2 separate regions of the Sus scrofa genome follow, and region 2 is linked to region 1. The links are chromatin contacts, called in public promoter capture Hi-C maps. All regions are on one chromosome and are shown on one strand. The core of a region is the stretch at or near the end of the contact, and the rest is flanking DNA. Distances in the headings are between cores, read along the strand shown.

The links. Promoter capture Hi-C pulls out the DNA fragments that hold promoters and counts their contacts.
Region 2: a contact with region 1 is called in a promoter capture Hi-C map of liver, with 5 times the contacts expected there. The contact joins the promoter of C4H8orf37 here to the promoter of UQCRB in region 1. A contact is called at or near these places in 1 of 5 promoter capture datasets (liver) and 1 of 2 datasets of contacts at active chromatin or transcription factors (alveolar macrophages).

The regions. Positions count from the first base shown.
Region 1 is chr4:40,401,885-40,405,257 of Sscrofa11.1, forward strand. It overlaps UQCRB (ubiquinol-cytochrome c reductase binding protein), which reads left to right and starts at 1,420. Exons shown (of 4, transcript NM_001185172.1): 1 at 1,420-1,471. The coding sequence starts at 1,453.
Region 2 is chr4:41,372,359-41,375,744 of Sscrofa11.1, forward strand. It overlaps C4H8orf37 (protein C8orf37 homolog), which reads left to right and starts at 1,367. Exons shown (of 6, transcript XM_001924281.4): 1 at 1,367-1,564. The coding sequence starts at 1,410. It overlaps TRNAS-AGA (a tRNA gene), which reads left to right and starts at 848; the gene lies at 848-929.

The sequences.
Region 1 (3,373 bases), core at 170-2,669:
ACAGTCCTAAAACCACAAGTATTTTGTTGTTGTTGTTTGTTGTATTGTCAGGGCTGCATCCAAGACACATGGAGGTTCCCAGTCTAGGGGTCGAATCAGAGCTATAGCTGCTGGCCTACACCACAGCCACAGCAACACCAGATCCTTAATCCACAGGGAAGCCAGGGATAGAAGCCACGTCCTCATGGATACTTGACGGGTTTGTTACTGCTGCACCACAATGGGAACTCCCAAATACAAATTTCTTTTTAAAACATAGCATGATGAGAGGGATTTAACCTTTGACTCTTCTCATGACTGTGTTCAGCAAGAGAACTTGCTTATATGTGGAGAGCTGTCACTGTGGAGCATATCTTCTTTTGCAGGGAAAAGTTACTTGGATAGTCCCCTCTCTGCCTCACCCACTAATTAATCATTTATTTTGCTTTGCATCCTTTAGTAAAATTCTTCTCCCTTAACAGTTTGTGACACTGCTGCCCCTGGGTTTTTATACCTCAGATGAAACATGTTGGAATTGAGACAGTGAAAGTAGTTATTTTACCTTAAAATTGCATTCAAGGAGTTGCCTTTGTGGCTCATGGAGTTAAGGACCCAACGTTGTCTCTGTGAGGATTCCGTCCTCCTTCAGTGGGTTAAGGATCTGGTGTTGCCCAAAAGGTACAGCCTAAATTGCAGATCCAGTTCGGATCCATTGTGGCCTAGGCCTTGGCTGAAGCTCCAGTTAGAACTCTGGCCCAGGGAACTTCCATATGCCGCAGGTGTAGCCATAAAAACAAACAAAAAAATCACAAGGCACTCAAATTCTCTTAACTAGATTTCCACTAAAAAGTCTTGATGTACAACTTCACCTGGAGAAACTGAAGGTCAGAGAAGGTGTCTCCTGGATTAGTGGGGTAGCACATGGCCCTACAATTAAGGAGTGCCACAGTTTTATCCAGTCTCAGATTCTGGAAGATGAATCTGGATTCTCCCTACCTTGTGTGCCCTTGGACAATTTATGAAAGCTTTCTGAGCCTGTTTCCTCTTCCCTACAATAGGTACGATCACAGTAGTATTTATCTTACAGATTTAGAATTAAATGAAAATACGTCCAGAAACTGCTTAGCATGGTGCTTGGCAGAAAGGGCGCAATTCATACTGCCTCAACTCTCAGAGCTCGTCAGTAACACAACCCAAGCTAAAGCCCTGGTGTCCTAATTCCCTGCCTAGTGTTTCCCCCATCAGGTCACAAGTACCGCCTCTTGGAACCGGGACCAGTTCCAGACCCGCTGGATGGATAAAACCCAGGGGGCTGGAGAGGTGTGCAGGGCAGGAACCAAACACCGGCCGCCAAAACTGCGCCTGCGCGAGCGTCCTCCCTCTCCTCGCGACGTGACGTAGCGCGCCTGCGCACTGGACCCTGCGCGTCCTTTAGGACTTACCCATCAGGCAACGCTTCTGTCTCGGGTCAAAATGGCGAGCAGGCCTGCTGGTAAGTGAGTGGCATCTTGCCTGGCTGACGTCGCAGCGCTTAACCTATTTTCGCAGCAACTTGCTCGTCTTCCTTTGCTCTAAGTGGCTAGGTTTGCGGCATAAGGGAAGGCGGCGGCGGCCCGCCTGAAAGACGCTTGGGTCCTACCCCCTTGCTGTCGCTAGGCCGGGCTCGCCCAGAGGGTTGGGATAGGACCTGCTGTGGTGAAGGTACCCGCGGTGGCTGCCACAGCCCTGGTGTTCAGGCTTCTCGTGCTCGGCAGCCCTTCCCCTCGGCCTTAAAAGAGTTCAAGGGCACCAGGAGATAATCAGTGGCTGACCTTGAACCCAAATGAACTGAGTACTTATTGTGAGCCAAGCGCTGTCATGTGCGTTCGCTCGATCAGTTCTCCCGCCGGCGCGAGGGGGACGGTGGTTAGTTTTCCTTTTAGGCTGGTGAGATAACTGAGGCAAAGTGACCGGAGGAAATAGGGCTGGAAACCTGTTCCACCTTTCGCTCTTCTCAGACTGGGAGTTAGAGGCAGCTGAGCAAGGGTTATAGTGAAGTTTCAGGTTGACCTTGGCTTATCTGGAACGTCAAGTTGATCTGTGGATTTGGAGAAATTTTCATTTATTGTAGGCATTGGGATGAACGTATATTATGGAATAGAATGCAGAAACAACCGGAATATTTAAAACAGGACGTTCTAAGGTAGGGTTTTCTTTTTTCTCTTTTTTGGCCAATCGCTGCCCTCTGGCGGTGTGAATTGGAATTAACTTTTAAAAAATGTTTTCTCTCTGCCCCAGCAATTGTGAAGCTAGTAAGGAAACATCAGATTGCCAGATAAGTTGGTTATCTAAATCACATTGAGCTTTTCAGAGGTGGTGGAAACTTTTAAGAATTCATTACTTCATTAATTGGGCAGCTATTTAAGGCGTTCTGCTTCTGTGCTGCGTTTGGAAACTAGGTAGACCTGGCCTAAACCCTATCACTAGCTGCTTCTGATCTTGAATAAATCTTACTCCTCTTATGCAAGGACAAGAGTGTTGTAAATAACTAGCGAATGGGAGTTAAAGCAGATAGAATAGTGCCTGGCACACAGTGAATATTAATCGTTATTACCATCACTGGTAAATACAGTTGTCTCCTACAAATATGTTTGTAGTTTGTTGACTCTTTGGTAGTTGTTTTCCTAGAAGCAGTGCAGTTATGTGGTGCTTAATTTGCAAAGAGATTTACCAAAGCTGTGTAATCTGGGATGTAATAAGGAGGGTTTGAGATTAAAGAGTTTGCTTTCCTTCCTTGGTAAGGGGCTAGCCCTAAGACAACATTTTTTTTTTTTTTTTTTTTTCCTTTTTTGGCCACACTTCTGGGCCAGGGCTTGATTCCAAGCTGCACCTCCGGCATTCCTTAACCGGCTGCACCACAGCGGGAACTCCAAGACAGGAATTTTAAAAGAAAATTTAAACTTACCATACCTCCTCTTCTGTATCATACCTCTCCTGAAACCTCAGGCACTCTCGCATTGCTCTCCGCCCCTACTGGGTAACCCATCAGGCACAGTCCTGTTCCCAAAGAGTTTTTTTGGTTTGTTCGTTTGTCTTTTTAGGGCTGCACCCTCTGCATATGAGGTTCCCAGGCTAGGGGTCGAATCAGAGCTGTAGCCACTGGCCAACACCACAGCCACAGCCATGGCCTACACCACAGCCACAGCCATGCCAGATCCAAGCCGAGTCTGCAACCTACACCACAGCCCATAACAACACTGAGTGAGGCCAGGTGTCGAACCTGCATCCTCGTGGATGCTAGTCAGGTTCGTTTCCACTGAGCCACAATGGAAACTACCCCCAAAGAGTTTTAACATTACCTGTTTCTTCTCATCTGTTCTCAAATATCCATTCCCTCGGTGGAAAGTTAGCTACT
Region 2 (3,386 bases), core at 117-2,616, 970 kb after region 1:
GACTGTGGTGAATTCTGAGTATTGCTTTTTTTAATATGGTTAATTTAATTGTGGGGTTTATATAGTTTGATTTATTTTTTAATTTAATTTTAGTAATGGTTGCATTTAACAACTGGCTCCCAAAACACCCAAAACTTCAGAGGTGGGCTCTAGTGAGCAGGCACATTCACTCCATCACACCACTTCAGGGACATTAAAGTTATTCTGAACAAACAGCAAACCAAATAAATGAGGCTATTAATTCATTCGGATCAAACTATAGCCAGTTTCCAAGGTTGTCAACCTCTGTATTATCCCACATTAGAAACACTCAAAGTTCAAGTTTCAGTGCGCATAATATTGTAGGAGTAGGATTAACTGACAATATCTTGCATTTGTATCATGAATTACACTTTTCAAAGTACTGCTTTTAAGGCAGGGACAGTCTGGGAGCTCTTTGGCTAAGAGAGAGCGGGAGGGGTGGAGCCAGCAGCCAGGAGCCAGGCAAGGAAACCTGAAGGCTGGGCGTTGGGGGGCACTGAGGTTCCCGGTTCCCTCCTGGAAACGGTTCCATCACTCTGCCGGCAGGTGTACCAGGCTTTTCGCCCTCTGTCCTGTTTTCTGACTCTAACTTTAGCGATTTTACTAGAATTCAGTTTTTTTTCTGATGGGGAATCAAAGGGTTGGAAGGGACACGCTCAAAGAGCCTTTCAAAAAACTACAATTATTAGTCCCAAAACATTCAAACATGCTGTTATCTGACAGAACAGCATTGTTATGTCTTACTCGCGAACCAAACATACCTGTTACTGCAGCAGACACTTGCGTGTAGATTCTACATAGATCACTGCTGAAATTAACACCAGCAGTAGTCGTGGCCGAGTGGTTAAGGCGATGGACTAGAAATCCATTGGGGTCTCCCCGCGCAGGTTCGAATCCTGCCGACTACGGGCAGGTACACTTTTGCTATGAACATGGCCTTCCTTTTGCAGGCTTCTCCACAGACTATTTGAACTATTTATGAACGTTTAGGATAGGAGGGGGACCCCCAATGGGGCCAGAAGAAGAGCAGATGAAAGAGTCAGGGAGTCGTGTGACTGTTGTTACAACCTGAGTCCAGGAGAGGGAGATGGAACAAAACACTCCAGACATCCTGGAACAAAGACAAGCGAGGCAGCGCCAGGTTACGCAGAAAGGAACAGCTCCGACCACCAGCTCCACCAGAAAGCCTGCGCCACGGGGCCTCCGGAACCCAACTAGACCTTCCACGACAGCGCTCTTGCGCTGCGGCCTCGCCGGGACCCGGGCGGCCCTGGGACAGCGCACGCATGCGCGAGGACGGCGAGCGCGCGCAGCGTGTCCTCGCGTTGCCCCTGGAAACCACGCAGTACTATAGCAACTGCAGAGGCGGAGGGCTGTGACAATTCAAGATGGCGAAGGACCTGGACGAGCTCTTGGATGAGGTCGAGTCCAAGTTCTGCGGATCAGACCCCCTGAGACTGGGCATTGTCGAGCGGCCCAGAGGCTGCGGCGGCGGTGTCCTCAGCAACGACCGGAGCCGAGCCGAGGAGAAAGAGACTCTCAGGTTAACGGGCGGGAGGGGTGGGCTGCTCTGGTAAAGCCTGCTCCAGGCCCTAAAGCCACCCCTCCGCCGCCGGACCCTAAGGAACGCACCCCCTCGCCCGAGACTGCCGGCTCCTCTCCCTGTTAGGGACCAGACCCTTGATTGCCCGCTCCCAGGGCCGCACACACTCTAACTTCTTGTCCTCGAGGATCCTGTCATCTCTTCCCAAGGCCCGACTCCGCCCCTGAGCAAACCCCGACACCTGGCCCCGGCCATGCCTCGTCTCTGAGAGCCCAAGGCTTCACCCGGTTTCTGTCACCCAGATAAATCCCAGGGGGTTCCGATGGGGTACAGGTGGTGCAGCCTAGGCGCCCTTTCTTGAGCGCCGAGGGGTCACGGTGACCCGGCCTCCGTTTGCCTGAGCTGTTGTCATCCTCTTTTGAGGCGCCACCTCAAAGGAGAACCTCATCATCTTGCCTCTGACCCTGTACCTCAGGCAAGCAATCATTGGGCTGATTGTTGGGGAAAAAAAAAAATGCTTCCATTCTGTTCCATCATCAGTTGATTTCTTTTAACTCAGAGAATTAGATGAGATTAGATATATGATAAAAGGGTTTAATTATTGGTAATTGGTACTGTCTTTATTAATCCTAACCACCTTCCTTCTACCCACGGCCCCAGCTCAGAGTACCAGAGGATCTGAGGCATCCAAATTGAAATTTGGAGAATTTCCTTAAGTCTTCGGTTTTGATAAAAAAAAAAAAATCTTTCGGATTTGTCAGTCATTTTTCTTTAGTGTAATTATAAAATAATAGGACTGTCTTCTTTATCTCATTTCCCCCTCAACCCCAAAAAACCAAAAGTTTTGCCAGAACAAGTATTGTCCTTCAAAGTGATGGCTTGGGAGCAGTACCTCTTGCTTGAATCTCTTGGAAACACTTGTGGAATTACACAGAGACAGCTTTGGAACAGCCCAAGAAAGTCATTCTTTTTCATTTATGGCTGTATTCCTGGGTTTGGTTTTGTTTTTGTGTGCCTGTGTGTAATTTCCCAGATGTATTACCCAACACCATTGGCTGCACAGTTTACCAGATTTACTTCTCATGACATTTGTTTGTTTATAAAAATTCACCCTCAGAAGATAAAAACATTGGAAAGAGTCTAAAGTTCAGAAACAGAAGTTCTGAAAATTAGTCAAGTACTGGGCAGCACTCTAAAAAATAAATGTAGAACCAGCTAAAAGCTAGACTGCTTTGAATGGGCCCATTTGACTTTGTGTACAAAGATGACTCGTTAATTTGAATATCATTATCTTGAGCGCTAGACATCCTTATGGGCTCATTCCCAGCACATCTGCCATCCTGATCCCGCATTACCTACCAATTTCTTTGTACTTTTTATTCATTGCTTTGGGGAAATGGAGAGACTTTCTCAAACAGCCTTCCGGAGCCTATTCATCGGAGGAGAACTGGCGCAGAGGGGTAGAATATCTTGGAGCAGCCTGCTCAGAATGGGAAGGGTTACTAAAGTGCACATATTCTCCGTTTACATGTTGTTTTATGCCTCTCTGTAGCCTGTTGTTATACTGTGAAAATACATCCATAAAGCTTCTAGCACCCCATCCCACCTTACTACATCAGATTTTTTTCATAATAAATTTATAAAAGCTAGCACACCAGTGCTGTTGTCATGTGTTAAAACTTTTCTTTTGGCAATGGAGTTGTAAAGGTAAGTTTTTGCAAAAAAACAAAAAAGCAACAAAGACACTAAACCTAATAATAAATACAGTTCCTACCTGGCATACAGTGTGAAATATTAAAATTTTCACCTGAACCAAAATTGA